Regions from separate parts of the Mus musculus genome. Here region 1 is linked to region 2. Evidence: chromatin contacts called from public HiChIP or PLAC-seq data. All regions are on one chromosome and are shown on one strand. Each heading gives the region's core, a stretch centred on a gene start, on an enhancer-like site or on the middle of the called end of the contact. The rest is flanking DNA. Distances are from core to core; before and after follow the strand shown. Region 1 overlaps Adk (adenosine kinase). Region 2 overlaps Adk (adenosine kinase).

Region 1 (2,700 bases), core at 198-2,697, 160 kb after region 2:
TCCTGCTCTTAAGATTAATTTACTAAATTTCAAATGCAGGAAAAAGAGGTATCTAAGTGGGATTTTTCTCTTTCTATTTATTTACTTAGTTTTAGTTTGTTCAGACTAGGTTTCTGTATGTAACGGAGCTTTGGCTGTCCTGTACGTAGGCTGACCTTAAACTCACAAAGATCTGCCTGCCTCTGCCTCCTGAGTGCTGGCATTATGTTGTGCACTTCCACACCTGGCCTCATTTCTTAAAGCAAAACTCAACTTTTAATGCATTACAGACAGTTGATTGAGCCAGGCAGAGTGGCTCTTACCTGTAATCTCAGCGCTCTGGAGACTGAAGTAGGAAAATTGCTGCAAGTTTGAGGCCACTGTGGGTAACAAAGTCAGACCAAGCTTTAAGCAAATAAAAGCCAGGAAGGAAAGAAAAAGGACAGGGTGGAACGGGGCTGCAGGAGGATGTTTAGCTGTCTGCCTGGGGTTCTGTTTGTAGCTTTGCTCATCACCCAGCACAGGAGCGGATCTAGAACAGCCCTTCTTAAATGTTCTCGAATGAGAATGTCCAGGCTAAATCCCTGGTGCCATCTCTTCCTAGCTGTGGTCTTTGAGAAGCCATTTGTCTTATGTGTCATGTGTCGGTGTCCTTAGTATCTAATGAGATTAAAGTGGTGCCTTTCCCCCCAGGGTTTTAGTTTTAGCTAAGTGGGTAAATATATGTGGAAGACTTGGGGAAGAGTCTACCTAGCCCACGATAACTGTCAAGATTATAGCTGATAGTGTGACACTATCCTTACTGCTTACTTAGTGCTGGACATTTGACTCTCCTGTACACATACATCCTGGACTATGCCTGCCCCTCACTAACTCTGCAATAAAACACTTGGTTAAATCAAATTTATTCATCTACGTTATGGGTGGGTGGGTGGGTGGATAGATGGATAGAGAGATAGATCATTGATTCATCCTTTGGGAGCTAAGTTCTTTTATACTCTTGTGATTTTTCTTTTGGAGTTTTGAAGTCTCTCATCTTCCTGTTTCTGTCGCCTCTCTGTGATCAGGGTGACTTATATACATGTGTCTCCTCGTAGCGCTAATTACTTTGTACAGAGTAACTGGTCAGCCACCCATTAACTCTTCCACTAGTGTTTCATGCCGTGTCTGCTTGCCCTGTTCGTCTTGAGGACCTTGCTTTTGAGACCCTTCATTCTTCTGCTCTAAGCATCCTCACAGCTCTAAATCCCCTTCGTGTCAGATCTGTGCTAAGTGTTCCATTGCAGGACTCCTACGTACATACTCTCCTCATTTAAATGTGTTGGTTTGGGTATTGGTTTGTTTTGGTTTTTGATAGCTTGCATTTCCCCCTCACTCTTCTTTCTGAGAAAGAATACAGGAAGAAAGAGTCTCTGAAACCTACATGTCTAACATTTCACTTCCTCATTCATGTGGCATTCTAGGAAGAAATACATCTCTTCTGGAGTCTTGAGATCGTTGCTCTGTCATATTTTAACAGTAACTTCTTTTGGGAAGTCTAACTTCTTTCTCCCCCTCCTTCAGCCTTTGTAGTTCCTCTGCCTTTCCCCTAGCGTCTGTGTGTTTCTAAAGAATTCATCATAACTGACAACAGCGTAGGGGTTGTTTTCCTCATTATGCTTTTTAGTTTATCAATTCCTATAAATTTATTGCTATTCTGGAAAGTGCTTTTCATGAAATTTAACTTCCTTGGGTTAATCTCTGTCCCATTTTTTTCCTTTGCGGTTATTCTCTCCACCACCACCCCCCCCCCCACACACACACACACACACACACACATCTGTTAGGTAGCAAGACAGGAAGGTCAATGAGGATGGTGCTTTTACTCTCTGCACCTTTTGGTTAGTAGTCTAACTTTCATCGGTTGCTGGAAGGGTGGGTGGGTGGATGGACAGACATAAGAGCAGTCTCCCACTCTCTTTCTCCTTCTTTCCCCTCTCTCACAGTGAGTGGACACAGGCCCTCCCCTTGCATCCTCCTCCCTGTTTACTTCCATGATTTCTGCTCTGTCGCGAAATACAGCAGGGCCTTTTGGTACCAGAAGGCTTAGTGCTGTGTGAGTGTAAGAGCTATGAATCTCTCACTCTGGGATTCACTGGAGGTTTCTACTTGTTTGCTTTGGGGGTTCTGTTGTTGAGGTTGTTTTTAAGAGATGTTTTTGTACATAGAATTAATGGTCCTTGTCCTCCTTTTGGTTTTTTGTTTTTGTTTTTTTCAGTAGGAAATGAATTAGGTGGTAGCCATTGTGCTAATTATCTGGATTCCCTCAACCTTACCGTATTTTTTTAAACTATGCACTGACTGTTTTCCCCCATTTTATTCTGAAAAGACTTAATTTTAGAAAGTGTTCAGTGATTACTGTCCATAGTGGCACTGCCTTTAGTCAGGACGTAAGATGCAGAGGCATGCAGTTCAAGGCCACCCTGGTCTTCATACAGAGTCCCAGTTCAGCCATAGCTACGTAGTTAAGAGAGATCCTACGTTTAAAAAGAAAAAGTGTGGCAGGAGAGATGGCTCAGAGGTAAAAAGCACTGGCTGCTCTTCCAGAGGTCCCAGGTGTGAGTCCCAGCAGTCACGTGGCAGCTCACAGTCACAGGGAATCTGATGCCCACACAGGCAGATGTGCAGGCAAAACACCGATGCACATGAAATAGAAATAAATGTGAGGAGGAGGGGGAGAAG
Region 2 (2,856 bases), core at 61-2,560:
TCACAAGAAATTCAAAGTAGGAAAATGCTCATGAAATAAGGTCAGAAGGAAATTAAACATTTTGTATACAGCAGTACAATATATTTTGTGTCTTAAGTTAGTACAAAGAAGAAAATTAAATATAAAAGTTGATAGTAATCTGAATGTTATTAAAAGAATAAATTGGGCTGGAAAGGTGGCTCATCAGGTGGTAAGGCCCTTGCCACAAAGCCTCGTGACCTGTTCAGTTACAGGGACTCACATGACAGAAGCAGAGAACCATATTCCACAAGCTGACTTCTGATCTCCATCCTTATGTTGCAATATCTGCATGCCCACACATGAGCAAACACACACACACACACACACACACACACACACACACACACCTAAAGATGAAAATAAAGGCTTTTGTAACATAGTGGGCTGTGTTAAGCAGTTCTAAAACACAGTGTGTCTGACTCAGCACTCAAAACTCACCCACTGTCTCTCTCACAGTAACTTCCAATGTTGCATGCTCCATTGGTGAGGACAGCACCATATTTTGTCTTTCGTATTGTATTTTTATGGTATCTTTTCTATAAATACCTCCAGTTGCATTGTAGCTGCCTGCAGTATTCAATAGTATAATATGTTACGCATGATTATAGTCTGGGAGCAGATAGCCAATTCATGCACCTAGATTTGTAGCAGGCTGTTCCTTCTGATTAGATAACTCTAGTGTTGCACAGTGACAAAAATCTCCTTATATGTTTTTCTGAATACATCCCATCATTAAGCCGCACATGAGTCCTCTGAACCTCTAATTTTTGGTCAACATCAAAGCCAAAGCGTCGTTAACAGGGGAACAATCTTCAGTACCACAGCAATTAACACCCTGGCAAAGGCTCTCAAACGAGTTCAGATACATCACTGCATTGGCTCTTGGAGACTTGAGCAAAACTGTTGCCCATTTTAACTGTAGAGATGGCAGCTGCATGGCATTCAATGGAGCAAGCCATCAAAGGGTTAGAAATGAGGACCCTGCATCACAGAGAAGTTGTGTGAAGGCTTTCTTGTTCTGCAGGTTGGATTTGATGACATAGGATCTGTATCAATCTGGTCTCCATAGTGTAGCTCGAAGTGTAAATGCTAGGGGGCAGCACTTGACTACTCTGGCAAGGGAGAGTATGTTAGTTTCCTGTTGCAGCTGTAACAAACCCCCAGGACTTAACGCTCTATCTTATGAACCCTTTATAAAAAGCTCTGTCTTCTCATGAACCCACAGTTCCTTAGTTCAGAAGTGTAATACAGTCCCTCACTGAGCCGGTTTCTGCTCTAGGTTGTTTTTTTCCCTCCCAACCCCACACCTTGGCAAAGGAAACTCAGTTGCCCAAGCTTGCCCCAAACTTCCCATCCTCCCAGCTGTGCTCCACGGTTCATTGGCTGCAGTAGTGATGTTAGAACTGTGGTCCTCTCTTGGCACTCCAGGGACGGCTGCTTCGAGGCTTGTTCACGATGATGGCTGAATTTGTTTACTTTGAATTAATCTTCTCTTTCTTATTTTTGTTTTAACATTCTCTTTTTAGATAACTTAATCTGACCTTCAGCCCACTCTATTACATATATGCTTTTCCTTCTCTCAGACTCTCTCTTAAGGCATCAGCTTCCTCCTCCTTGTCTTCTTTGTGTGTGTGTATGTGTGTGTGTGTGTGTGAGAGAGAGAGAGAGAGAGTCTGTGTGTGTGTGTGTGTGTGAGAGAGAGAGAGAGAGAGAGAGAGAGAGAGTCTGTGTGTGTGTCTGTTTGTCTGTCTGCCTGTCTGTCTGCCTGTCTGTCTGTCTGTGTCTATGTGTTGGTTTGGAGATAGGATACCTGCTATGTAACCCTGGCTGACTTAAACTTGATCTCAAACTGGCAATCCTCCCACCTTGGCCTTTTGAGCAGTGGGAGTACAGCAAGAATATTCCCACATGCCTGACTTGTTTTCTTTGTATCTTTTTTCAGCAACTCAACAATATGAAGTGTAAGTACTAATTAATCTCTCTTAGATTTCCAGTACTTACAGTTGTCATTCTCCTCCTTTCGTTTAATGGTGCTGCTAATATTCTAGTGTGATATTAAGTAGTAGCATGCACCTCTGTTGGCTCCCATAGAGTGGGAGTTGTGGGTGGTGGGAACTGTACTCTGGCCCTCTGGAAGAGCAGCAAGCACTCCTAGCCCGGAGCCATCTCCCTACTCTTAACTCTTGGTGCTTTAGAAACATATTTTCAAAATTTGGGCATCTTGGATTATTTTTTATAAATGTAATCCCAAAGTAATCTATGTTATATTTTTTTAACTTTTGAGAATTTTTTAAATACTTCTTTGTATTATTAATATTCAAAGTATGTAGCCTGGTAAAATGTCTCAGCAAGTAAAGTTTCATGCTTGCAAGCCTGAGACCTGAGTTGATTCTTCAGGTCTCACACAGTGGAAGGAGAGAATTCAACCTTTACATGTAAGCCATGGTACATTCGTGCATACAAGCATGCATGCATGCAGTAATTGAATAGTAGTATTTTAAAAGATTCAGAGAGTGAGAAAGACTTAACATTTAAAAAACAAATACTTTATTTTCTCCCTTAAATTTAAAATAGACTTGGTTCTTGTTTCATGGGTGCAGTACTTACCTGCATTTCTCTGAGAATGCTAAGTGGTTTTTTTTTTTCTTTCTCTTTTGTTCCATGGTGTCTTATTTTTCTCCAATTTTCCATTACTTTTTAGATTTGATTTTCTCTTTCTCAGCAGTTGCATTCAAATGTATGGTGATCTTAGCCTTTTTGTTTAATAGAGGGACATTAAATGACATTAATTGCATGGGGTAGGCCTTGTCAACTCAGTCACTGTTAAAAAGTTTT

Evidence for each region. HiChIP or PLAC-seq counts read pairs in DNA pulled down with a chosen protein or histone mark.
Region 1: a CTCF HiChIP or PLAC-seq map of pro-B cells shows a contact between it and region 2, with 4 times the contacts expected there. The contact joins two enhancer-like sites. A contact is called at or near these places in 1 of 15 datasets of contacts at CTCF or cohesin (pro-B cells) and 5 of 484 Hi-C or Micro-C datasets (ECoMG myeloid progenitors, Th1 cells, conventional type 1 dendritic cells and 2 more).

Annotation. Positions count from the first base shown.
Region 1 is chr14:21,298,509-21,301,208 of GRCm38.p6, forward strand. The region is part of intron 6 of Adk (adenosine kinase); the gene reads left to right. Among named protein-coding and RNA genes, the nearest start is that of Gm52152, 120 kb to the right of the region's middle. Within about 2 kb of position 1,448, at least 27 of the 459 cell types and tissues checked have an H3K27ac peak or open chromatin away from gene starts, as enhancers often do. A contact at or near this core is called in pro-B cells, where this site is marked.
Region 2 is chr14:21,142,536-21,145,391 of GRCm38.p6, forward strand. All of the region lies in intron 3 of Adk (adenosine kinase), which reads left to right. Among named protein-coding and RNA genes, the nearest start is that of Adk, 91 kb to the left of the region's middle. Within about 2 kb of position 1,311, at least 26 of the 459 cell types and tissues checked have an H3K27ac peak or open chromatin away from gene starts, as enhancers often do. A contact at or near this core is called in pro-B cells, where this site is marked.